Regions from separate parts of the Mus musculus genome. Here regions 2, 3, 4, 5 and 6 are each linked to region 1. A link is a contact called in public Hi-C and promoter capture Hi-C data. All regions are on one chromosome and are shown on one strand. Each heading gives the region's core, a stretch centred on a gene start, on an enhancer-like site or on the middle of the called end of the contact. The rest is flanking DNA. Distances are from core to core; before and after follow the strand shown.

Region 1 (4,256 bases), core at 965-3,464:
TGTAGCCATGGGTGGTTTGGAACTCACCATGTAGATCAGGTTGGATTTGAACTCACAGAGGTCTGCCTGACTCAGCCTTCCAAGTGCTGGGCTTAAAAGTGTGTACCCCGCCGGGTGGTGGTGGCACACACCTTTAATCCCAGCACTTGGGAAGCAGAAGCAGGCAGATTTCTGAGTTCGAGGCCAGCCTGATCTACAGAGTGAGTTCCAGGACAGCCAAGGCTATACAGAGAAACCCTGTCTCGAGAAAAAAAAAAAAAAAAAGTGTGTGTGCCCCCCAACATCTGCTTAAGTGTATGAATTTCAGTGGTCACTTGAAATCTTGAAGGAACCATGCTGGTATAAATTAATATGAAGTGGAAATGGCTACAAGTTAGACCTCTGAATACGTCAAGGTTTGGTTGAGCAAAGGAAATTGTTTAGTAAATGCTGAAAATGGTTGTTTGGCAGTGGAATTGATGAAAGTTTAAAGACTTTGGAGGATCTAAGTGACTGTGGGTATATGCCCATGTGCATCTGGTTTTGGCTATTTAGCCTTGTTAAATGTATAAATAACCCATATGTCTTGCCACAGTTACTAGGTAATAGTTGATGGGTCCCAAGAGTTATACTATAAAATAGATTACTGATTAAGCAAATGGTTGAGTAATTTCTATCATTTGCTAAATAGCTTTATTTTGAACTGGTGAGATGGCTCAGCAGCTAAGGATGTTTGCTTTCAGTCCTGACCATCTGATTTTGATCCCCATGACCCACATGGTGGGAGAGAAAGAACTGACTTTTGCAAGCTGCCCTCTGTCTTCCACATACATGCAAATTCATACACATAAATCCTTTTTGAAAATCCAAACTTAGGTTGTTGATGGGCTCACTCTGCTGTTAAAAGCACGCACCACTTTTGTAGAGGACCCGGCACCCACGTCAGTTGGCTAACGGGTTTGTAAAGTCAAGTTATGGGGGAGGGAGGTGGGAAACAGACGTCCTCTTCTAGTTTTCTTGGGCACTACACGCAATGGTGCATATACATGTGCCCAAGCACACATGTGCACACACGCACACATACATTAAATATTTAAAATTATTAATTCAGTTCCTTTGTACTTGATTTACCTTTTTCTGCATTCCTGCTTCCATGCTTTTTATAGAATTGCTTCTTGAACTGGGTGGGGATTAGTTACGTTGAGTTTGTCCTAGTGTCACGTTTGAAAAGCTTTTCTTTTCCAAGATTTTTATAAAGACAGTGGAGGTTGGAGAGCTGAAGGTGAATAGTGATAATCAGCAGAATTAAATAAGGGGAATCCCATCCCATAATCAGCCTCCAAACCCTGACACCATTGCATAAACTAGCAAGATTTTGCTGAAAGGACCCTAATATAGCTGTCTCTTGTGAGACTATGCCGGGGCCTAGCAAACACAGAAGTGGATGCTCACAATCAGCTATTGGATGGATCACAGGGCTCCCAATGGAGGAGCTAGAGAAAGTAGCCAAGGAGCTAAAGGGATCTGCAACCCTATAGGTGGAACAACATTATGAACTACCCAGTACCCCGGAGCTCTTGACTCTAGCTGCATATGTATCAAAAGATGGCCTAGTCGGCCATCACTGGAAAGAGAGGCCCATTGGACATGCAAACTTTATATGCCCCAGTACAGGGGAACTCCAGGGCCAAAAAGGGGGAGTGGGTGAGTAGGGGAGTGGGGGGAGGGGGACTTTTGGGATAGCATTGGAAATGTAAATGAGGAAAATGCCTAATAAAAAATATAAAAAATAATAATAATAATAATAAGGGGAATCCCTAAACTCAGGACTATGCAAATGATCTGGAAGGGAGGTCCGCTGGGGTTAAGGCAGGCCCTGCAGATCCCGTGAACTGTAGACCCAAGCAGTCCCTGACGTGCTCTGGGGAAAGCGCTGTTTATCCCAATCTTCCACAGAAAGCAGGGAAAGCATCGTGGTTCGAAGATTTTTGGCTTAGGGTATGCCAAGGACTTTCAAAAGTCTGAAGTCCGGTTTCCTTACTCCATGGCACTTCCGCTCGGGGAAGGCAAGGACTCTGAAAATTCTGGGAAATGTAGTTCATGACCCTCCCATCCCCGGGATGATAAGATAACTTCCGCTGCAGGTGGGGGGGGGGGGCTGAGAGGCCATCCTTCCGGTTGGGAAATGTAGTTTGGGAATCCTCAGTGTGCAAGATCCTCTGCAGGAGACTGCAGGAGACTGTTCTCCCCGCAACCTTCGGGAATTCTGGGAAGTGTAGTCCTGGCTGCCTATGCGGGAAGAGTCACTTCCGCCCCAGGTGTGTGAGGCCTTGTTCCGTTCCTTTCAGAAAGGTGAGCCCTCCCCTTTACTGACCCCTCCCGAGTGTGAGCGATCCTTTTCAGGTTGCCCTGGGTGATAGCCACCAGGCTTGTATCCTGGGTAAGGAAGTCTGCCTCGGAAAGGTAGAACGTGAACTTACTTTGGAAGAGCATGCCCGAGTGTGCTGCGATTGCACACACTGACTCAGGCCTGGCCCGGGGCTGTCAGTCACCTGGATGGAGGGTCTCCTGGGCGATGGGCACCCCCAGCCGCCTCCCTAGCTCTGGTCACGATGCCATCTCCCAGCAGTGGAGTTCAGACTCTCCATCTCTGCCTCCATGCTTTCCACCACGCCTTGGTACCTATCCAAGAGTGATCTAGAGTTTCCTGCAAGGCTCAAAACTGCTGACGCGCGGTAGGAAATGGGACATTTACTATCGGTGCTTTCCAATTTCAGAGAAGCTGGACGCTTTAGTGACCCACGGATGGTCTCAGAGCTCCTGCTGTAGGGTCTCTGGACCCAGCCTGTCCCCATTATCAAAGTCCTTAATGACTTGTTTTGTTTTTGTTGAGACAATCGTTCCCAGCTTTGTGTGCAGTGTCCACTGTGCCTTACGGGGGCCGGGAGAGGTGTTAGCTGAAGTCCGGTTTCTCCGAGCAAGTTGTCTTCTTAATCCTTTATATAAAAAGTGCTGCAGGGGAAAGAGGCATCAGAGAACGTGGTAGTGGTGCAGTCGTTTGAATGAGAAATGACCCCGTAGGGTCCAACCTTTGGATGCCAGGTCCACAGTTTAGAGGGCGGGGTGCTGTTTCTGGAGGTTTGGCTGGTGTGGCCTTGCTGGAGAAATACGTCATGGGGCGGGGTCAGCCTCCAAGGTGTTTGCTCGCTATGCTTGAGTTTCAGAAGGGAGCTCTCAGCTTCTTGCTCCTGTTGACAAGTCTGCCACCTGCCATGCTGTCCCTACTATTATGGAACTGAAAGCCAAAATAAACGCTTTCTTCCACACCTTATTCATGGTGTTTGATCACAGCAACAAAAAGTAACTAATACACAGGGGTAGACCTTAGCATCCTTCTGTCAATCTGTCTGTTCTGAGGAGTGAGGCTCTCTTTACTCATTAGCAGATCCACTTATGAAGTTACCCTAATATTTTTTAATTAATTCTGGACGGGATAGAGAAATGCTTGGACATAAAGAATAAGTATGAAATATAAACATTTAAAACTAAATGCTGTACGGGTTCTATCCAAATTAATAAATATAACTCTTAAAAGAGCTTTATTGGATGTGGAGTCATCATTATTTTTATCACTTCTATTTAAGGAAAAAAATAAAATTTGTTTTTTAGAACATAGGTTAAAAATTTACTGATTGTACCAAAAAATATAAAATTATTATCATTATATCCTGTGTTCCTAGGTAATTATATTTCTTTATAGTCTACTTATTTTCTTAATCGTATACGCTACAGTTACTTCTACAATCATATTTGCAGATAACACTACAGAATCATTTTTTACAATCGTATTTGCACTAGCCATACTGAAATGGCTCAGCCTGCAAAGGCACTTGCCACCAAGCCTGACGTCCTGAATTTGATCCTTAGGACTCATATGGTGGAAGAAGAGAATTGTTGTAGATACACACACCCACAAATAAATAGATTTAAAAAAAAAAAAAAAACAGTGGAATTGGGAATGGAGAGGTGATTAACAATCAGCATTGTTTCTGCTTGCAGAGGCCCCAGGTTCGAGTCCCAGAACCCACAGGTGACTCGTAGCTACCTGTAACTCCAGTTCCCAGGGAGCTAGACAAGCAGGCAGATACTTAAAAGTAAATAAAAATTAATATATATAGTGCACTGTTGAAGTCCTCAACCTGTATATTAAAACAAAACAAACAAACAAACAAAACAAACAACAACAACAAAACCCAAACATGTGCCTGGCCCTAGGT
Region 2 (4,290 bases), core at 1,127-3,626, about 20 Mb after region 1:
TGTTTTATCACAGCAGCAGGGAAGCAAATTAGGACACGAAGCCATAAACTCAACCAGAAAGGTGGGGCCTGGACTCCTTTCTTTCTCTCCTCACTCAAGAACTCAGAACAACTGAGACTTAAGTTCGCCAACTCATGAGCTCTCCTAGGAATCCCTAGTCCTCTGGACCTCTTAGTGTGCTCCCCCCTGAGCCCCAGACCTGGAAGTTTCTCCATTTTACACAACAACACCGACCCCAGAAAACTGCCTGCCCAGGACTTGGTCACACATTTCTTTAGGGCTGTGGAGGGGACCAACCAGATGTCTGCGTTGGTCCTTGATTCTCTGCAGTGTGGTGAAGTCTTTCTCCTTCTTCCCTTACTTAGCTGGAATCAATTTGTCTGGGATGCTGATGAAGAGGGGCTTGGCACATAAGGACCACAGGACAGAGTAGACAGGCCAGACAAGTGGGCTCGCTCTAAGCTTGCTCTATCTAAGCTCGCTCTATCTATCTAAGCTCGCTCTATCTGTGGTGCTGAAGCACTATTCCCATAGCCTAGGTCAGCAGTTCTCATGCTGTAGGCTGTGACCCTTTTGGGGTCACAGGAGTTGCTTAAGACCATTGGAAAACACAGATACACACATTATGAGTCATAAGAGCAGCAAAATTACAATTATGAGGTTGCAACAAAAATAATTTTATGACTGGGGTCACCACAACATGAGGAACTGTGTGAAAGAGTTGCAAAATTAAGAAGGTTGAGAACCACGGAGCTGAACCCAGGCTGGTAGCTCAGGGCCGTAATTCCAGCTACTTGGAGGACCGAGGCAAAGGATTATAAGTTTGAGGACTGCACTGGCCACATGGCGAGACCCTGTTTAAATTTAAAAAGCATAGAAGTGGTGCATTCTGGGGCTATAGCTCAGTATTAGAGTGCTTACCTAATACCAATACTGAGGAGTTGGGGCATGGCTCACTATTAAAACCTCTGCCTAGAGTTTCTCCAATGAGGTGCTGGGAATATACCTAGCTTAGTAATAGAGCATCCACTTAGAATCCCCTAATGAGAGGCTAGGGTGTGGCACAGTGTTAAAACCCCTGCCTAGAATTTCCCAGTAAGTTCCTGGGTAGTAAGTGGCTCAATAATCGAGTCCCTACCTAGAATCCCCTAGTGAGGGGCTGGAGTGTGGTTCGTCGGTAGAAAGCTGTCTGAAACTGGAGAATGATCCACAGTAGGAATGCTTTTCATTTCAAGTGCATAAACAGCAAACTGCAGAAAGATAATGGGGCACCAGGTCAGACATGAAACAAACATCCAGTAGAAACAGACTGGGGAAGCTGGGAACCACACACAGTCTGCAGGAGGCTGAAGAAGAGGATCCCAGGAAGACAGACTCCCAACTAACCATTCCCACCACAGATGTCCTATGGGATGAGAAGTAGCAGAGGTCTCTGGGAATGGGTCCCATCCTATCTGTGTTCAAGGATACACTATTTTTCTTCTAAGAACTTACTCTCCTGTTCTTAAGGAAGTAGCGTTTCCACTTTATTTGGCTGTTCTCTTTCACTTTCTCACAGGACCAGGAAGCCGGCTGGTGACTGAGGAAGCGGTCTTGGAGAACGCTTTAAGACAAAATGCTTGGGTCTAAAGTCGGGCTGGGACGCCAGGTTCCCGGTGACCTTAAACAGTACAAGACGACAATTTACTGATGTGTATTACAATAGCTTACATAGCTGTGTGTCATCTGGACTCCTTCCACCTTTGTGAGAAAGGAAGGAAGGAAGGAAGGAAGGAAGGAAGGAAGGAAGGAAGGAAGGAAGGAAGGAAGACAGAAAGGGGCAAGATTGCATACACCTTTTATCTTAGCACTCTGGAGGCAGATGCAGGTGGGTCTCTGAGTTCAAGGCCAGCCTGGTCTATATGGCTAGTTCCTCCAGGACAGCCTAGGCTACATGGTAAGATCCTGGGGAGAGAATCAAAGAAAGAGAGAGCAAGGGAGAGAGACACAGAGAAGAGGGAGGGGGAAACAGTAACAGAGACTGAGAAGCAAGCAAGTAGCAGAAGTATATGATAGTCCACAAAACTAGGAAATTATACTGCAGCCATTCTGATTTCAACCACTTCTGATTTCAACTTCCCTTCTGGTGACCTCGCGTTGCCGGACAACATCAGGATTCTGGGCTCGGTTCCCAGGCCCTGGTGTGCGCCCTACAGAGTCGGCCCGTGGGGAGGCATTTGGCAGAAGGAAAGCTGTACTCTCAAGTGTTTCTGGGAATTGGAGTCCAAGCTGCTGTAGAGTTACAGGCCCGCGTCTGGAGCTGTTGCATTCTGGAAGTCGTAGGCAAAGCAGTTCAAGGCCTTATGGGAATTGTAGTCCCAGGGCATTTTTCCGCTCCAGGCTTCCGCGTGGCAGGCAGAGTACTCAGCTCGTTCCACTCAGGTTAGTGTTCCTCTTCCTCCGGTTCCTACGGGCTTGGGGCCATGGTGCCACGGGAGAGCTGAAGGTCTTTCTAGAGATTTGGCACTCGCTTTTATGATTGTCAACTCGCGTTCTGGCCAGGATCTCCTAGTCTGGTCTCTTGCCAGGCCGCTTTGTTCATTTGGTGGTAACAGATCATCTGCCTTCTCTTGCCCCTGTTAAATATGTTCTGGTGACGCCTCTTCTGCCCTTTAGGAGAGTTGGCCACCCGGAGGCACCCCTGAAATTTGTTTTGTAGATCAGGCTAGCCTGGAACTTGCAGAAATTCAACTGCCACTTCCTCTTGAGTGTTGGGATTAAAGGCGTGCACCACCACGCCTGTTATTACCTCGGGGGTTTGCCGCCAGTCTGTACACAATTCTTTCCCCCATCATCCCAGATACTTACTTAATTAGCATAAGCCCTGTTCGCTCCGTCAGCTAAAGACTACTGATATATCTATCAACCAGGTTCCCTCCATGATCTCAGGGCTACTACTGATGTGGTATCCCCCTTTTCTGTTTCTGCGTGTGTCTGTAAGCTACTCCTTACAATAGCAACCCCCTCACAGGATTAGATGACTGAGAACAGAGAGTGTATTTACACGCCATTCTGCATAAATGCGGGGGTAGAAGGTGGTGGGCACTCTCAGGAGACAGATAAGCCAGGCAGAAGGGACAGATTTGGGGAGCACTTGAAAGGTGCCCTGCAAGGATCCTAAGTGGGTCGTTAGGAGGTCAAGCCTGGAGGCACCTCTGAGCCTGATGATTCTAGGGCTTGCTGGGCAGGGCGTGAGGAGAAGTGAGGAGAGACTGGTGTGAACCTAATCCGGGCGAGAGGAAGGGGAGAAACAAAGGCTGAGGAGGATAGTTCAAGGGGCAGTGCTCAGCCAGGAGAGTTAGGGGAGTCTTGAGGGCTGCTTGCTGGGTTCAGTGATCAGAAAGAACTCTTTGGGCCAGAGGAAAGGAGTGTTCCTGGGATACTTGAGAGCATTCTGGAAAGGAGCCACGGGGCCTCCCAAGCATCATTCACGGACCTGTCAAAAAGGTAACTGGGCTGGATCTGCAGGTTGTTATATGCAAATTGTCGTGAAGGAGGGGAGGCCAAGGCAGAGACCAGTGACCCAGACAAGCAGGCTGTGCCAGTGTTCTGAGTTGTGCAGGATAATCAAACAATGAGGGTCACCTTAGAATGTAATCGGGCTCCAAGGCAGCAAGGAGGTCCAGCCTCAATGAACTGAACGTCAGGCTCTTTCTTTTTATTTAGCGTTTACTTTAGGTTGTGTCTCCTTTAGGACAGGTACTTCTGGGCAGCAGAAAAACTTTTAAAATAAAATAAGAATTAGGTTGCATAGTTAAATAATATGTGAAGATTTAGGTGGAGGTAGTCTTTTTTTTTCTTCACAAAAGTTGTTTTTTTTGGGGGGGGGGGTTAAAAAGTTTCTCAAACCAAAACTCCTCATCAAAGGAAACATCACACCCCTGAAACTTTGGTCCCTCTTGTGGACTGTTTGCTGTACTCAATAATGCAAGACATCGCATATGTATCAGGACTGTCTTGTACCAAGTCATGCCAAGGCCCTAAAGCTCCTTCAGAAAACAACTTCATAGACAATAGAAAATGATCTACGTCTTCTGCGATGACGTCTTCAAGGTCAAAGTACTTCTAGAGAACAATTCATTTTGATGTCTATTCTTGGTACACTGAAAGACAACCATTTCATTCTAAAGTTTACCCTAGATACAGCGATTTACTAGAATTCTTTTTTTTTTTTTTTTTTTGGTTTTTCGAGGCAGGGTTTCTCTGTATAGCCCTGGCTGTCCTGGAGCTCACTTTGTAGACCAGGCTGGC
Region 3 (4,082 bases), core at 1,307-3,806, about 14 Mb before region 1:
TATCACTATCTTCCCTACAGATTTAGCATACAACATTCAGAGAGCAGTAGGCAAATATAAAAGAGGATCAAGTAATTCTCTAAACCTCCAATGGTACCAACTGTTACAAGCAGTCCAGGATCCTGCTCCAAAGACCAATTGTTCTTTGCTTCAATCTTAGCTACCCAGAATCACCTGCAGTCTGCCACACCCTTGTCTTCTACTTCGGCTGATTTTCAACATCCCCTCAACAGTGATAAAGCACTGATTTCCTTTGATATGCTCATATGGTGGAAGGAGCATTAACTAGTTTTGGGGCACCTTGTTTCAAGGGCACTCACTAATCCCACCTAAATTAATTATTTCTTAAAGGCCACAGAGATTAGGATTCAACAAGTTAAATTTGAAGAAACAAAAATATTTAGTTCTAGCCACCAGACACCTTCTACTTAGTATTGCTGCCTCTGTGTCTACCTTATTGCCATAAGCCTTAGAACTTTGATCATCCTCTTGCTCATGTCCATCAATGGCTTCTTCTCGCATAACTGTGTTTCTAATGGCTATCACTTCTACCCAGATGTCCAAAACTCAATCATTGTTCCACCGTTCCTGAGTAGCTAATATATTACTGTTACGAGAAACAGAACTACCCCTACTTACAATCAATGCACACTTACATTTTTTTTGCTAAACACTGACCAGCACTTTTTTTAGATATATCTATCTTAAACTTCCTCTCAAATTCAAGGCCTATAAAGCCACCTACCACATGATATCTTCCTTCATTGATTGTGAAAGACCTTAGAAGTAGCCAAAAACAATTAAAAAATATTCTAAATGGAAACGAACCTGATTACCAACTTTATATTACATTTGATGGAGTATCCATCCTTCTAGATTTTAAAGTCCTAAAGCAGTGGTTCTCAACCTGTGGGCTGTGACTCATTTGGGGTTAAAGACCCTTTCACGGGGATGCCTAGGACCAAAGGAAAACACAGGTATTTATGTTCCAGTTCATAAAGGTAGCAAAAGTATAGTTATGAGGTAGCAATGAAAATAATTTTATGATTGAGGGTCACCCCAACATGAGGAACTAAAGGATGGCAGCATTAGGAAGGTTGAGAACCACTGTCCTACAGCCTGTATAAATAGTATCTTCCCTTCTTTAAAATCTGAGACTCTAAGCAGCTCCAATTTCAAAACTAATCTAGACTCCTGCCACTTCCTCCATCTTCACCCTGGTGTAATCACTGCTAACACTTTCCCAAACTATTATGGCAGCTTCCCCCATGGTCTTATTGACTTCCTCACAATAACTGGGTTCTCCATGCCACAGAAACATGGAGGCTTATGTGACTAAGATTAGATCACCTCCCTCCTCTTCCCTTTCCTTTCCCTAAATGTTGAATTACTCTCATCACTCTAAAGCAGAACGCTGAGATTCATTCCAGATCTGAATCCTGCCCTGCTGCTTTCACTTCCCTCAGAAGAAAACACTTGGGGTTCTATGAACCACATGAGCCTCATCTCCAAACATTTACACATGCCAATCAATGCCTGCGTCAACCTTACAGATCACATTCTATTGTTTGTTACCAAAAGGAACTACTCCAATCTTCAATTTGTTAAGGCCCCTTTGACTCAAGACAAATATCTCAGTGACAGCCTAGGACATATTCTCCTCACCTGCATGAGGGCCATATCCATTTCTGCAGTCATGGACACCTGTGAGATGAGAGATGTTATGAATGATGGCAGGGACCCAAAGCTTTAGGTTTTCCTATACCCTCTCCCAACCCGGAGCAAAGTGACATAGGGATGCCCTCGTTACATCTGATCCTAAATCCTCAGTGCTTGTGCTTACTTATGGACCCTTGAACAATGACTCAACTGGCCTATAATATATCTCCACACAACTCCCAGGTTGGAAAACCCTAGGGTGGTCCAAGAACTAGCTGAGATGAGAATATACATACATATATACATACATACTCTCATCACGAGCAGCAGCTTTTTGGAAACCCTAAAACCCACACTCAAGTCTGTGTAGTTTTTCCATAACACGAATTCCTGTCATGGGGAAAATGGTACAACACTTCATCTCATTATTACGGGCCTAAATAGTCCACACTTCAGCGTCGCTCCAAGAAATTACACACACTATGGCCCTGGCTGTACCACTCCGCCTCCTCATTGTAGCTTTGCAAATAGAAAAGCCGAATCACGTACTCCTACTAATACAGGGATCTGGGGAGTAGCGACTTAAGGGGACTCCCTAATTCCGACTCTGCAAGATAAGTGGCGAGGACAAGGGAGCCACAAATGTCGCACCACTTACCTAAGCCTGGTGCATGAGCGTGGGCACAGCCATCCAAGTAAGCGAGCGCAGACAACGGGGAAACGGGGACGAGGGACCTGGACAATACTGCCACTGTCAGTGCCGGGGCTGCGATGAATATTACGCCCTTAGAACCGCTCCTTTGAGATTCTTCGATCCGTACACCTCTGGACAAAGGGGTCTTGCACACGATCTGGAAGGAGGGACCCAAAAACCGCTAAAATGAGCGCCACAGAGCGCAGCCGGAAATCCCGCCCCATTCCTCCAGCCAAACCCGAAGATGGTACTATCCTAAATTCTCATTGGCTCATGCTCCTCTCTCTGTGGATAGTGCATTCTGGGTAACGTAGTTCCTTCAGATATGCGTCTGTGGGTGGGGAAGCTGTGCAACTTCATCACCTGGAACAAAGGCCAAAAGGGATGTGTGCTGGGAAGCGCCATGTACGCTAGCAAACAACCCTTTTCATCTGTCTTCTTTTCTGAAGTCCTCGGCCATAGTCTGGGGCCACCCACCCCAGTGTTTTCCAACTTGGGGGCAAACAGAATACAAGGATGCTAGACTGGAGGTCAAAAGAGGCTGTGGTTGTATAGATGAACTCAAACTCCGGGGGAACTGCGGGATTTCTCCATGTGTACCCAAATGCTGGGCAGACATCCGATGGAGAGCCCATGCCTAGCCTCTTGAACTAGCTCAGGGCACTTGGCCTCCTAGTCCACTGTTGGAAGCCACTTGCAGGGAGTCGAATTTAAATCCATAGTGACTCCTACATTTCCCTGTTGTCTGCTTAAATACCCCCTCCCTTTGTATTCTAATACCACTCCTATGGCACTTGATTTGCCTCTTCTTCAGTGTTGCCCTAAGAGAACACACACAGCTCCTTAAGCTTCAACTAGATCTGTCCGGTAGCTAGAAAGTTGGCTGACTAGCCTGAATATCAATAAAAAGCAGAAATTGCCTCTCCAGGAAAAAAAAGAAATCAGGATCTGTGTGAGGCCAGCAAGTTCTGCAACTCGCCCTCTCCTGAGGGCGCCGCTTATAGAGGTAGAGAGCAGCAGCCACCAACTGGCCATAAACTAAATGTAACTCTTGTACACAACTACAAAAAAGACAAAGTTAAACAGAGTTCAAGCAAATCTTAAACTCCTAGCATATGAAAAGTTTTGTGTTTGTCTGTATTTGTATATTTGGCATCCATCAATCTCAGGACCAGAGATAGCTAAAGTTGTAACTCATGCTGATGTACACCATGCAATTCCTACAAAGGATGCCAGAGGGAAGAGAATTATTAGTTCTGGGCTAGCATGGTTACAGAGCATGAGTCAAACTAAAATATCAACAAATACCAACAGTGAAAGTCAATTGAACAGGTTGGAGTGTCTTTTCAATGATACTCAGTTGTCTAAATTTCCAAGTGGCTAGCTGAGCTTTCTACTACTTCTAGGAAACTAACTGGTCTGGACGCAGTCTTCTTTGCAGCTTGGTTTATTAAGGAAAAATGTGCCTTGAAAATCTCATTTTTGGGGGGGGGCACTTTCTGAAGCTATTTTGCATTGTCTCAACTGCCTACTTAAGAATGGAATGTTTCAATCTCACAGTTAACAGTTATGCAACAAAGCTATACATACATTATTACACATTTTAAGGAGACTGTAGAAAGAAATGAAGGCAGAGTCACTAAACTTATGAATTTTTCCAAAAGGCAAAAACCATTTGTTTTGCTGTAAAGCCCTTGCCCTTCTTGTTTAATCACACATATTTTATTTC
Region 4 (4,059 bases), core at 123-2,622, about 19 Mb before region 1:
TGGCTTGGGGAACACTGTAGGGTGCATGATGCAGAAGTGACCCCTTCTCTCCTCTGGGGTCTTGCCTCTGGCCACTGCCCCGTGTACTTAAGTGACTCAGGCCTGCCTGGTTTTCTTCATTTCTGTGATGTCTCGCTTCTGTGCCTTGTTCTTGGGTACTGGAGAACGTTTGGGTAAACACCCTCATACTGAACTGAAGTCCTCTGTGCAGTGTGGTGAGGTGTTCTCTCATTTCCTGTGCTGATTCTGTACTTTAAATGAATGCTGAGTAGATGCTAGGAGCCAACCTTGTTCACAGATATGCCTCTTGTTCCTACAGATCTTCGTGGAGTTCACCTCTGTGTTTGACTGCCAGAAAGCCATGCAGGGTCTAACCGGTCGCAAGTTCGCCAACAGAGTGGTGGTCACAAAATACTGTGACCCTGATTCTTACCACCGTCGGGACTTCTGGTAGAGGTGGCTGGGGGAGGGTGGGGGCAGGGCTGGCTGGGGACTTTCCCCCCACCTGTCCCCTCCTCCTTTCCCCCCTCTTGAAGAAGATGGGCAGAGGAGTGACAGCCGAATGACAGCCGGCAGCAACTGGAATGGCAGCAATTAAGGGGGGTGGGGGGTGGGGGGCTAGGGCAGGAAGGGGACTGGGCAAGTGCACACAGGCCCACACAGACACATGCACCCACACAGACACAGAGGGAACGGGCTGGGATGGGGACTGTGTGCACAGCAGGGCGGGTAGGACCTCCACAGCCCCTTCCCAAACAGCCTCTTATCCCTTACACCCCTTTCCTCCTCTCTTCCCCCATGGTAGGAACATAGCGTGTTTATATTTTATGGCCAAACTATTTTGAATTTTGTTGTCTGGCCCTCAGTGCCCTGCCCTCTCCCTTTGCAGGACCACAGCTCCCGTCCTTTGGCTTCTGGTCCTTCCTGTTCTCCACCCTGGTTTCTTAAGTAGTTGGTTCTTCTCCTTAGTCTTCCTGACTCAACCCGTGGTCTCTGTCCCGCTCCCCCTCTCTGTGGCAGTTTCATATTTGCTAATACGAATTTGCTCATTAAACATTTTGTTGTATTTTACTTTATGGATCCTCATCTGTGTCCAGTGTGTCCGCCCGTCTCTTTCGGCCGAGGGTGTGGAGGGTGGCACCCAGGGAAGGAGGCAGGCCTGAGGGTCCCGCGAGGGTAGCCACAGTGGAGGCTTCAAGGCTTGGACCTTTACGCGTCTCCACTGCTGCGTAGATGCGGAAGTGACGCAAGGGCATAAGGACGCGCAGTCCCGTGCGCCGGAAATGGTGCCGGGGTGGGTTTGGTCGCGGAAGTGGAGGCTGCCGGGCGAAGTGCAGAGGGCGGGGCACGTGAGTTCATTTCCGCTTCCGGTCCGCTGCCACCTTCGGTTGCTTCCCGTCCGCTCGGCGGCTCCCCTCCCCCGCCCGGCTCTCTGCGCCCCTCCCGGGCGCCGGGGCGGCGGGGCCGTCGCTGTGCGGCCCTCCGTGCGTCTGTGCGTGCGCACGTGCGCACTTCTGCTTCCCGCAGCTCGGCGCGCGCCCCGCGACACCGAGGCCGAGCGGGGGCAGGGGGCTGACCGTCATGACCCCTGGAAGCCCGGTATAAGCGGGCCGAGGTGAGCGAGGGGCGCAATGCTGGCCTCCGTCGCGGCAAGTCCGGTGTTCCGGCCTGGGCCGTGGCGCGCGCGGGTCCAGCCAGCCTCGGAGCCGGTGTTCCAGCCGCTGATGGCTTGTGGCTGCTTTTGTACCGCTGTGCCCGGGTCGGGTTTGCCTGCCGGTGTGTGTCTTTTTTTGGGATTGTCAGTGTCCCCGTCTCGCGTGGCCCTGCTGTCTGTGTTGCTCTGCTTCTGTGTTTCTGTGTTTGTACAAAAGGGCTTGGAGATCCGAGTGCTGTTTGTGTCTTGGATTGCTCCGTGTTCCTGTCAGGATGCATGCAATGCTTGTATTTTCTGGGTTTCTGTGTCTTCATTTCCCCAGACTGGTCTCCCTCTTGGTGCATTATTTCTCTCCGGGTCATTGCTGTCGTCCCCAGGCCCAAAATTCCTTTCTAGGAACCCACTGCTTTTGCTTAGGATGTGCTTCCCAGGTTTCTGAGTCTCTGGTGTTCTGACAAGAGCTCTGGCTGTGGATTCCAAAGCCCCCGCTGCTTGCCTTGGTCTTCAGTTTTCCTAGTCTTCTAAACGGAAGCATTCATAATTCCTGCACCACAGGGTCTCTGCGCATTGGAGTGGTCCTGGTAAAGTGCCTTACAGTGTCTGGCCTGGAGTTAAGCATGTGATTATTAGTAGCTCTAGTTACTAGAGATTTTGTCTCGCTTAGTATTTGATACCAGGTTTTTGAGTCCCCCTTGGGGACTCACTATATTGTTTGTACTGTTTAATAAGAAATTCTAAATTAACTGTGGAAAATGGCCCCATTTTCAGCAGCATTTGTGAGATTTAGTATGTTTTTTTTGAACATGCTTGAAGTAGGTAGTTGGTGTTAGGATAGTGCGTCTTTAGATGCCACCCTTTTGGAAATGTTTTTTCTGATAATAATAGCAGCCAGGAGTACCGAGCGCCTACTATCTGTGGGGCACAGAACCAAGTTCTTTATGTACCCGTCTTATTTAATCAGCAAGCTTGCCGGGCAGCACCCCTCCCTTTGTTACACAGTTAGGTGAACTGAGTCACAGGGTTGTTTTGCTGGTTGCTTATGTGGCCGGGATTTGAGTGCAAATTTTGTGTTCTTTTAAGTTATATCTCTTCCCACCCCCCCCCAGCCCTGGGTGTCATGTGTGTGTTTTGTTTCAGGGTCCCTGTCTTTCTGTCCTCCCTGTCCTCCTGCCTCGCTGTATTGCTTTCTTTTTGCCCGAGTTTTGGTGTGTCTCTTCTCTTCTCTTCTCTTCTCTTCTCTTCTCTTCTCTTCTCTTCTCTTCTCTCTCTCCCCCCCTCCCTCTTTCTCTCCCTTTCTCCCTCCCTTTCTCTCCCCTCCCCCAGTCTCCTTATGTTTGTCATATGTTTGTCTTCTGGTGTCTGTCCAGGCCTGACTTGGGACCCAGCTGCTTTTTTTTTTTTTTTTTCTTTGCCTAGTTATGCCTGTTTGCAGGTGCTCCATTTTCTGGCCTGAATTCAAGGTAAAGAGCAGCCTTTCCTATTCTCCTATGTCTTCCTTCAGGTTGGATCATGGTAGGGCTCAGTAAATCTCCCTCCATGGCTTGTTGGAGAGGCACAGACTGGTGATCGGAGTCTACTCTGGACCCAGGCTGCTCCAGTTGTGAGGTGTGTGTCCCTGGGCAAGGTGCTAATGTGCCCTTGTTCCCTCCTGTGTAAAGTGGCTGTGAGTCATGGATTTGTAAGGATTGAGTTGATAGCGCAAAGGACTTAATGGGTGCCTAGAAGGATGTAAAGGTTGTGGAAGTGCTTGTTAATATTCCCCTCATTTGCTTGATTTCTGCCCTTGATGCTTTCTGACAGCTGGTCACAGCACAGGTTAGTTTATTTAGGTTAATTTAAAAGCATGAGTTTAATGGCACACACCTTTAACTCCGTACTTGGGAGGGGAGGGACACATGGATTTAGCTCTTCAAGTTCCAGGACAGTCAAGGCCATGTAGAGAGATGTTGTGTCACCCCCTCCCCCCAACCCACAAAAAAATGAGTTTATACAGGTAATATGGGTTTGATTGTTGAGTCTGCTTTTGCATTTATGATATGACCTTGACCAAGTTATTAAACTTCCATGAGGCCATTGTCTACATTCATTGTTAGATGATATGTGCCTCGTGGCACAGTTGGTATCCATTAGTGGGGACTCCTACATTTCTTATCTCTCTGCTCCCTTGAGCTTCCCTCCCTACCCTCTGGACACCTAGTCCCCTGGGCACCCCCACTCCCCAGTCTCCCACTGCCTCAGGCTATCTCCTCTGTCTCCCTACCATTTTTTTAAATCCCATCATTGGCCTCTTTTGCCATGACTCCTGTCCCAGGGTTGTTTGCTTCTCTCTTTCTTTCTTTCTTTCTTTCTTCCTTCCTTCCTTCCTTCCTTCCTTCCTTCCTTCCTTCCTTCCTTCCTTCCTTTCT
Region 5 (4,616 bases), core at 203-2,702, about 11 Mb before region 1:
AATCAGCCCCTGTGTGTAACCAACAAGCTCAGTCAGTCAGCAGGGTCTCAAGGGAGGGAGTGAAGATTGAAAAGAAAAAGACAATTAGACAACATTATAACAGGACTCAAGCCCCTGCTGAGCCTGAAGTGGGTTTATTTTTCTCTAGTCTGTTTTTTCTAGTCTATTCTAAGTACATGCAAAGAATAAGGTCAGTTCTAAGTCAAGGTACAAACAAGGCAATAAACAAAGTCCTGTGGTATTCAGGGACTTACAAAACGATCAAGATCTTGATCTTAGCCCCAAGTCAAATTCTTGCCTGAGCCTACTTCCGTGTCCTAGCCTAATGTCAAATTCCTGCCCAATTCCTAGAAGCAGTCCCAAGAGCTCTCCACATGTATGGATATTTACAGTTAGCATCCCTGGGACTGAGTGTAATTTTAGTTTTCCTCATACATCTCTGATCCTCCATGTCCCTTTGTAGCTGGTCTTTGCAACTTTGTGGGTTCTCCTCTTCCTCCCATCTTTATCCATGCCCCCTTTTTACCCCTTAACACTAGACTGGAAAGAAACAGGAATAGAGGGGAGAGAGGAATTAGGAAATCCCTGAATCTGATTTCTTTTCTTTTGCTTCTCCTTTGACCTCAGCTACTACGAAACCACAACCAACCTCCTCCCTATACAACCAACTGGTCCAGCCCAGCCCCTAGCCTATCGGGCCCTAACATTAATATACTCTCTGAAAAGTTCTCAGAATTCCAAATATAACACAATCACAAAAAACTATCTGCTACAGACAGAACCACGATTCTGCTAGAGCACAAAACAAATCACGGTCAGCTGCTACAGGCAGTCTGAAGCAGCCCCACATCCCTATACCTGGAATCAAACAAAATATTATTTTATAATATTTGTTTGTTCTTCCAAGAAACCAAAATTCCAGGATTCTCACTACATCCCTTCCTCTGCTGGGGAAAACTAGAGAGGACATTTAGTGTAGCCTACCATATTTTAAGTCCACCAGGTCTCCATACTTCCCACCTAAACGTTATAAGCCCACACCACCCTGCCCAGACCACACAACCCTGCCCACTCTACTAATCTGGACGCAAACGCCTGTCCTCTCATGGAAATTTGAGTACTTTTAATTCCGATGCCTAATGGCTTTCTGTTTCTACAGTTACTCCTTTCTTCCTCTCCCTTTAAGGGTACCGGTGAAACTTCAGTAAGATTGCATCCTTTTCTCCTTCCCCACAGTAAACTCCGTTAAATGACTTTGTCTTCTCTTGCCTCCGACCCACAGACAGCCCCAATCCGGATTCCCTCCCCCTCTACACTAGTAGAGCCGTAGGTTCCATCTGTCCCCTCGTCCCGCCTTCCTTGCTCTGCTACGCGGCGTGCCTCGCTCAGCCGACCTAACACCAGCACTTCCGGCCCACCCCCTTGCCCATGCCTAGCTTCCGTTTTGTCCAAGTTCTTTTGCTCCTGTTAGTGGGTTCGATTCTCTCCTAGCCTCGGTCTCTGTCCACAGAGGTACTGGTGCTCAGCGTCTTAGTATCCTTCTTCAAAAGCTGCATCCTAGTTCTTTAGCAGTCAATAACACACTTTTCGGACTTCGGCTTCGCCCGCCAACAGGACAAACGCCGCCTAACTGCTGCCGCTCGACGTCCGCGGGGGCGTCTGGGAGTTGTAGTCCGGACTCGTGAGCTGGCGCAGTTCGGGACAAGACCGACGGGCGAGCGCCATTGTGTCTTTCCGCAATCGTAGCGCTGCGTGAAAGCCCGTCGGGGGCAGCACCCATCTTCTGTTTTATTTGCAACCTCTGGAACCCAGTGTCGGCTTCGTTTGTGGCGCCACTTCTACGGACCCGGGAGAAGGTGTGTAGTCGTGGGTCCGAACAAATCCTAAGGAAGACATCGCGTTCTAAATAAGGACCACAGTTTAAGAAAACCAACCGCCTTTTGGATTAGATGACATCAGCTGTCCCCTCTCGGTTAGAGGGGAACCTGTCTTGTAGGCTTATGGGAGTCGGGAAGAGGATTCACTGGGCACTTTGCAATTTTGGGGTGGACTGGTCATGTCCTGCTGAGGGGTGGGATATGGGCAGAGGTGGGGGAGCCGCTGGGCACATTCCTTAGTGCCCCCCTCTTCCACTTTAGGTTTCGTCAGCATTCTGCCTACTCCTGGGAGAGAACATGGAGGACAGTATGGCTTCCACGCTTCCAACAACCTGGCCCCATGTGAGTAAAGGCTTCTTTTCAACTTTTGAGTCGGCTCAGGGGTCGGCTAGTGGTGAGACGTTTGTTCTCAAATATCATTGAGTTTCGGGAGGAGTTGGAGGACTGCCCAAGAGGGTGGTTACAATAGAAGAAACAAACAAACCGATTTCTGAACCAGGAACTGGCAAGCCAGATTGAGGCTTTTTAATTAAAAAACAATACTATTACATTTGGGGGGGGGGGGGCATGCACGTGTGTGCCACTGCCTGCTTGTAGAGGACAGAGAGTACCTTTCCGGATCGCTACCCTTCTTCCAACATATGAATCCTGAAGATCAATCAAACTCAGGCTTGGTAGCAGGCACCTTTACCCACTGAGCCATCTCACCAATCCTTTTCAACCTTTATTTTTTCTTTTTTTTTTTTTTTTTTTTTTTTTTTTTTTTAAGCTGAGGGTCTGGTGAAAGAAACTGACAAGTGTAAGAAGATAAGAAGCTCATGTTTAGTTTTCAGCAACTACTTTAAGGAAGTGACAATTCAAAAACAAGAAAAGAGGTATAGATGGGAACCAACAGTCCTATCCCCTGATTAGTGAGAAATGAACAGGTTTTCATAGACCACAGTCTCACGTGTCCCCTGATTAGTGTCAGACCGATTTGCTCAAGGATTCAGACAAAGGAACATGAGATAAGTAAAATGTAGCTGGGTCATCTTGCTCAGCCTTCCTATTTTTCTGTCACTGTAGAAGAGGAAAACCCTGGACTGAACTGCATCTTGTGCCTTTCAGGAGTCTGTGAAGTTTGAAGATGTATCTCTGACGTTTACCGAGGAAGAGTGGGCACAGCTGGACTTCCAACAGAAGTGCCTGTACAGGGAGATCATGATGGAGAACTACAGCAACATGATTTCAGTGGGTAAGGCAGCCTCCACTTTAATAAAGAGCTGTTTGGGTGGGTGGAGCATGCTTTTAATTCCAGCACCTCAGAGGTGGAGGAGGATTGGAAGTTCAGTGCCAGGCTTGACTCTACCTGCCCCCACCCCAATTCTGGATGTGCGGTACCCCTGAACTGTAAGTGCTTGGGCTCAGGCTAAAGGGACCAGAGGAGAAGTGTTAAGGGAGTGTAGAGCTTGGTAGAGAGGAAAAAGGCAGCTTTTCAGTATGACTTCAGAAGTTTCATCCAAGCAATACTTCAGAGTCCCTGAATACTGGGCAGAGCTTTTAAGAGATGTTTGTAGCTGTAGTGAGAGTTGGCTATAATTTTTATGGCATGTCAAACATAAAAAAATATATCATTGTCCAGCAGCTCGGGGTTATCATCAAAATTGTGACTTCTTTATGATTCTTAGGAGGTCTTCTGTCCTCTCTGGTTATTTCATCATAGCTGTGTCTCTAAGCTTTGTGTCTCTGTTTAAGCAGAAACAAAAGTTGATAGTCCTGACCAGTTCTTTTTCAACTGTCAAATTTAGCAGGGAAGCAAAAGCTTTCATGTCCCAGCATGGGGGAAGGAGGGGCGAGAATGTTGCAGCAGGACAGCATTTTCTCTAAGCAGACCTCCAAGCCCTGTCTCCTTTCCATTGAGCAGAGCATCACTTTTCAAAGCCAAATGTGATATCTCAGCTAGAAAAAGCCGAAGACTGCTGGCCAATGCAGAGAGAAATTCCTCAAGATACTCTTCCAGGTAAGAGCCAGGCATATGGGAGTGTCCAAAGGGGTGAATCTTCTGGTTATTCCAAGACTAATGTCTTCTAAGCAGAATGAGAATCCAGGTATCATGTCATAATAAATAGGATAGTTTCCAGTCTGCAGTCATTTTTTTCATGATGCTAGTGTTTAAGCCCAGGGCCTTTCACATGATGAGCAGAGCAGACATGCTACCACTTGAACTAACATACTCGGCTCCAGTCTTTATTTAGGGGTGGATGTTGTGATATTTGGCCTTAGTGTGTAGTGGTGGTAGGGTTTGTGTTGGGGGTTTTGTTGTTTTGGATTTTTGTTTTGTTTTGAGATAAGGTCTTAGGTAGTTCAGGCTGGCCTCCAACCTATTAATTAACTAAGGATATGAATTTCTGATCATCCCTCGCTCTTGGAAGTTCTGGAATTACAAATGTGTGTTACCCCACTGGTTCCTGTTTTTATTTCTCTTCTAAGTTTGTTGTTGTTGTTGTTGTTGTTGTTGTTTTTAAGCACATAGGCATATTGTCTGAATACTTTTGTAAACTTGAACATTTTTACCTTTTTTGTTGTTCTATTTATCTGGTTTCAGTTTATATATAGTAGGCATAAAATCCTTGAGCCCCCCCAAAAATTCAGATGATCTCCTGTTGTTGAAAACAGCATCTTTCTGTAGACTAAATTACTATTGCCACAGCACAGAAGCCTCTTCTGTGTTCTTGTGCTTTGGGTTTTGATTTTTTTCCC
Region 6 (4,188 bases), core at 964-3,463, about 19 Mb after region 1:
CTGGGGTTTTGTTCTTGTGTTTAGTTTGTTTGACTTGTTTTGGTTTTGAGACAATAGACCTCACTATGCAACATTAGTGGTAGTTTCTGAAATTGAAACTACTCAATCATGTAGCTAACCTCTTCTGGATATATACCTGAAAATCTCTTTCATACCACAGAGATACTGACACATCCATGTTTACCACTACTCTTCACAATAGCAAAGAAATGGAATACGCCCAGATGTCCATCAATATAGATGGATGTATAATGAAACTATAGTATAAATGCAGTGGGATTTTATGAGTCATAAAATGAAATTTACAAGGAACTTGATTCAACTGGAAAATATGAGATGAGGTAATTCATGAAGACAATGACAACAAGTTCTCTTTCATATACAGGTACTAACTTCTGATTATATATATTTATATACGTGTGAATGTATGTGTGTATGTATGTACACACACACACACACACACACACACACACACACACACAATTGTCTCTATCAGCTCATCATTTCCATGAGTCAAGTGCTTCATCTTCCTGGTGAACTAGCAGTGGCTCAGGACACAAGATAGATGAGCATTGTTTATTGACTAAAGAGGGAAAACTATTGAAAGAAATTCCGGGCTGGGCATGGTGGCGCATGCATTTAATCCCAGCACTTCGAAGGCAGAGGCAGGGGGATTTCTGAGTTCGAGGCCAGCCTGGTCTACAAAGTGAGTTCCAGGACAGCCAAGGCTACATACCCTGTCTCGAAACAAAACAAAACAAAACAAAACAAAACAAAACAAAACAAAACAAAAAGAAATTCCGGAAGAACACGTTGGTGCCTAACTTATCATAATTTTGCTCTGTGGTGATGGATGGCTGAGTCCACTCTTTTGGGACTCCTGAGGTGTATCTTTGATGATGAAACTGTTTCCTAAATCATTATTCCTGTAGTCTGTTCTCAGTGGGAAGCTCTAGACTATGTGTGAACTGGGCATGATTGCACATTGTTGTAATCCTAGAACTTCCCTGGTATAGACAAGATCAGAGTAACTTCAAGGCCAGCCTGGTCTACATAGTTCCAGACCAGTGGTTCTCAACCTTTCTAATATTTTTCATTGCTACTTCATAACTGTAATTTTGCTACTGTTATGAATCATGATGTAAATATTTTTGGAGATAGAGGTTTGTCAAAGGGGTCATAACCCACAGGTTGAGAACCACTGTTCTAGACTGTCCAGGGCTAGAATGTGTTTAATATGGAGATAACTCACACAATTTTATACTTTATTCTTATAATGTACATTAGGTCTACTAATTTATTCACTACAGTGCTAGGTGTTTTTCCCATTTGACTAGTGTCCCTGTTTATCATTATTTCCACTGCCCACCTAGTTCTACATTATTTCTATTATGCGATTTAGAAGACATTTTACTTCTAAGTAAGAACAGGTTTCTATCCTCTGGGAACCGTGAGATGCCTCAGTATGACGTAAATGATGGCTTATCTCAGTTTCTCACCGTTGGTGTTCCATATGACTTACCTCCTGTTTCCTAATAACCCCACATAGTTTTCAATTTTTGAAAAATTAGAAAAGGCCAGTGTGGTGATACACATCTTTAATCCCAGCACTCGGGAAACAGAGGCCATGAGATGTCTGAGAGTCCAAGGCCAGAATGACCTTCATGTCCGGTTCCAAGCCAGTCAGACCAATATAGTGAGGTCATCTCAAAAATAAGAACTTCTTTCAATTCTGGTGAAAATCAAGAGAAAGTTGAAGAAAAAGAGAAACAGATTAAAAGCACTTGTTGCTCTTGCAGCTGTCCTGGATGCTATAAACTCAACATGCAGGCAAAAATACATAAAGTAAATCTAATAAAATACAGGGGAAAAAAAGGTACATTTAGGAAGATGTAATGTTACAGTGTCTTAGAATTATATACACATACAAGACGTTAATAAATCCCCTAAGCATGTGAGACAGCCTTGGACTTTCACCTATCACATTCTTGTCGGCTGTATGGAACCGTTGCGCTTTGATGCTTGCCTCTGTGTCACGGGAGTGTGGGTTCAGCCATGGCACTTTCTAGGAAGAAGTTAAAAAAAAAAAAAAAAAAATCAGAAACCACCAGATGAGCCATAATAAGTACTGGCAAGACAGACTTCCGCCAGTGGTGGTGCGCATGCGCGCCACCCAGGGCTACGTGGTAGTGAACTGAGGGAACCCTTATTCAAATCGGAAGTGGCCTAGAGTGATCACATCCGCTCAGATCTTAAAGTAGTTCGCCTCTCCTGTCGTTGCCAGGGTAGCGTGGGTGTTTGGAATCCGAACCCATGGAATTGTGGGTGTCTGTGGGCGGAAGTCTCGCAGTCCTGGCGTGCCGTGTGCAGAGCTTCTCTAAGGTGTAATGTGAGGTGAGTGGATGTGGAGCAGAGGACGCTGTGCTGCTGAGCGCCGGTTTGTGCTGAGTGATGGTTGAATCGGCCCCAGGGGGGGATGAGGTGGATAAAGTGGGGGTCGTTCGGTTCTCTTTCATTCTGTTCCTGCGGGTTTTCCGCGTCTGTATTTTGTCACTTCCCAGTATGCTGTCCTGTGGGATTTCCCACCGTCGTCCGTGAAAATTACCATGTGAGGGCATTCGGGGCAGGACTCAGTGAGTGGGCGCTGCAGCATCCGGGAGCTTCAGGGCGAGGACCTTGAGATGGCTTGTGATCCGCTCAGTCTGTGATTGGCTTAGGAGTCAGGCGATGGAGCTTGAGGCCAGTGTAGGGTGCTTTGTGAGGGCGACCGCGTCGCTTTCTGGGCTGTTTGAGTAGCTGGTAACTGGAGCCCTGGCTCCTGGTCAAACACTGGCCTTCGAGAGGAGATAAACTCCAAAGAGTAAGAGAAAACGGGGAAATGAATTTATTTACGTTTGGTCCAAACTGGAGACCCAGTGCCCTCCATCTCTGTCAGCCTAAGCAGTATTAGCAATAGAAGGCACTGCCTAGAAGCCAGGAGATGTGTTTAGGTATATTTAATGTGGTCACAGTTATCTAAGCGGGGACATAGCCTTGGGGCTGCCCTTAGGTGTTCTGGATATTTCCTTTCCCCCGTATGCAACTGAAGACAGAAGAAAGATTTAAGAAAAAACTAGTCATTTCAGTTACAATTGAAAGTTTACATAAATACTGCAGTCCTTTGCTGATGTGAGGTCTGATCGGAGGTTTGACTTGTGCCTGGGATCTGTGAATTTGGCAAGGATTGGTAATTGGCAGTTACGCAGAAAGGTGCTGCTGTAAAAAGATTGTAAGGCAGAAGCCTGGGTTCCTGCATCCAAACAGGCAAGGGCCAGCCTCATCCAGTCTGCCTACTGAAGAGACCAGTGAGGAGGAAAGGCAGGAGAGTGGAGATGTGGGTCAGCAGTGTTGGGTTCCCAGCACCCACACCACATGGTGCCTTGGAACTGCCTGGTGGGACGATTCCAGGGGATCCGTGTTCCCTTCTGGCCTCCCAGCTAATGGTGCACAGACAAAGACAGACAAAACACCCACACACGTTTCATTTTTAAATGTTTGAATAGTAAGAATAAATCTTTAAAAAAAAATTTTTTTTTCCGTTAATGTTGGGCGAGCTGCCTTCTCCAATTATTCCCCACCTCCTAAAGAAATGTTAAGGAAAAAAAGAAAAGCAGAGGTTGAGACTCCATACAGTGGTAACGTTGAGCAGGCGGAGAGGTAAAGTGACCTAGTGGCCCCATGTCTGTCTCTAGTGCACAGATTTGAGGTTAAGTTTAGAAATCAAGCTTTATGTATTAAAGTAGTGCTGCAGGTTGTGGTGGCACATGACTGTCCTGTAATCTTAGCACTCTGCACTCGGAGGCTGGAGGATGTCTACATTATGGAGGCCAGGCTGGGCATGAAGTAGGTTAGCGTTTAAGTCAGAGCTGAAGTGCTAAAGACATACATAATGCTTTTTAGTAAAAGCAGCCGTGTGTGTGTGTGTGTGTGTGTGTGTGTGTGTGTGTGTGTGTTTCATCTTTTAAAATTTATGTGTATGAGTGTCTGACCGATGGTCACCAAGGGACACCAAGTGTGTGTCTAGTGGCCATCTGCTCCCCTGGAATCAGACACAGGAGGCTGTGAGCCACATGTGCAGATAGGTGCTGAGCCTGAGGCATGCGCAAGAGCAGCAATTGCTCTTAACCACTGAGCATCTCTCCAGCCACT

Evidence for each region. Promoter capture Hi-C pulls out the DNA fragments that hold promoters and counts their contacts. Hi-C and Micro-C count contacts between places; a contact is called where the count stands out from the background.
Region 2: a Hi-C map of rod photoreceptor shows a contact between it and region 1, with 6 times the contacts expected there. The contact joins the promoter of Ctu1 here to the promoter of Zfp112 in region 1. A contact is called at or near these places in 2 of 484 Hi-C or Micro-C datasets (muscle stem cells and rod photoreceptor).
Region 3: a promoter capture Hi-C map of second pharyngeal arch cranial neural crest shows a contact between it and region 1. The contact joins the promoter of Zik1 here to the promoter of Zfp112 in region 1. A contact is called at or near these places in 4 of 39 promoter capture datasets (cranial neural crest, frontonasal cranial neural crest, maxillary cranial neural crest and 1 more).
Region 4: a contact with region 1 is called in a promoter capture Hi-C map of liver, with 4 times the contacts expected there. The contact joins the promoter of Epn1 here to the promoter of Zfp112 in region 1. A contact is called at or near these places in 3 of 39 promoter capture datasets (cranial neural crest, liver and maxillary cranial neural crest).
Region 5: a promoter capture Hi-C map of liver shows a contact between it and region 1, with 2.2 times the contacts expected there. The contact joins the promoter of Zfp110 here to the promoter of Zfp112 in region 1. A contact is called at or near these places in 3 of 39 promoter capture datasets (cranial neural crest, liver and maxillary cranial neural crest).
Region 6: a contact with region 1 is called in a promoter capture Hi-C map of liver. The contact joins the promoter of Zfp719 here to the promoter of Zfp112 in region 1. A contact is called at or near these places in 4 of 39 promoter capture datasets (cranial neural crest, frontonasal cranial neural crest, liver and 1 more).

The regions. Positions count from the first base shown.
Region 1 is chr7:24,110,106-24,114,361 of GRCm38.p6, forward strand. It overlaps Zfp112 (zinc finger protein 112), which reads left to right and starts at 2,215. Exons shown (of 5, transcript NM_021307.2): 1 at 2,215-2,331.
Region 2 is chr7:43,669,655-43,673,944 of GRCm38.p6, forward strand. It overlaps Ctu1 (cytosolic thiouridylase subunit 1), which reads left to right and starts at 2,377. Exons shown (of 3, transcript NM_145582.1): 1 at 2,377-2,421. It also overlaps a transcript of Siglece not described here.
Region 3 is chr7:10,492,825-10,496,906 of GRCm38.p6, forward strand. It overlaps Zik1 (zinc finger protein interacting with K protein 1), which reads right to left and starts at 2,557. Exons shown (of 4, transcript NM_009577.3): 1 at 2,318-2,557; 2 at 1,666-1,704. The coding sequence starts at 1,698.
Region 4 is chr7:5,078,863-5,082,921 of GRCm38.p6, forward strand. Epn1 (epsin 1) reads left to right here and starts at 1,373. Exons shown (of 12, transcript NM_010147.4): 1 at 1,373-1,615; 2 at 3,156-3,259. U2af2 (U2 small nuclear ribonucleoprotein auxiliary factor (U2AF) 2) reads left to right here. Exons shown (of 12, transcript NM_133671.3): 12 at 320-1,083. The coding sequence ends at 454.
Region 5 is chr7:12,833,309-12,837,924 of GRCm38.p6, forward strand. Zfp110 (zinc finger protein 110) reads left to right here and starts at 1,453. Exons shown (of 8, transcript NM_022981.5): 1 at 1,453-1,856; 2 at 2,139-2,219; 3 at 2,985-3,111; 4 at 3,781-3,876. The coding sequence starts at 2,175.
Region 6 is chr7:43,577,373-43,581,560 of GRCm38.p6, forward strand. Zfp719 (zinc finger protein 719) reads left to right here and starts at 2,214. Exons shown (of 4, transcript NM_172482.1): 1 at 2,214-2,394.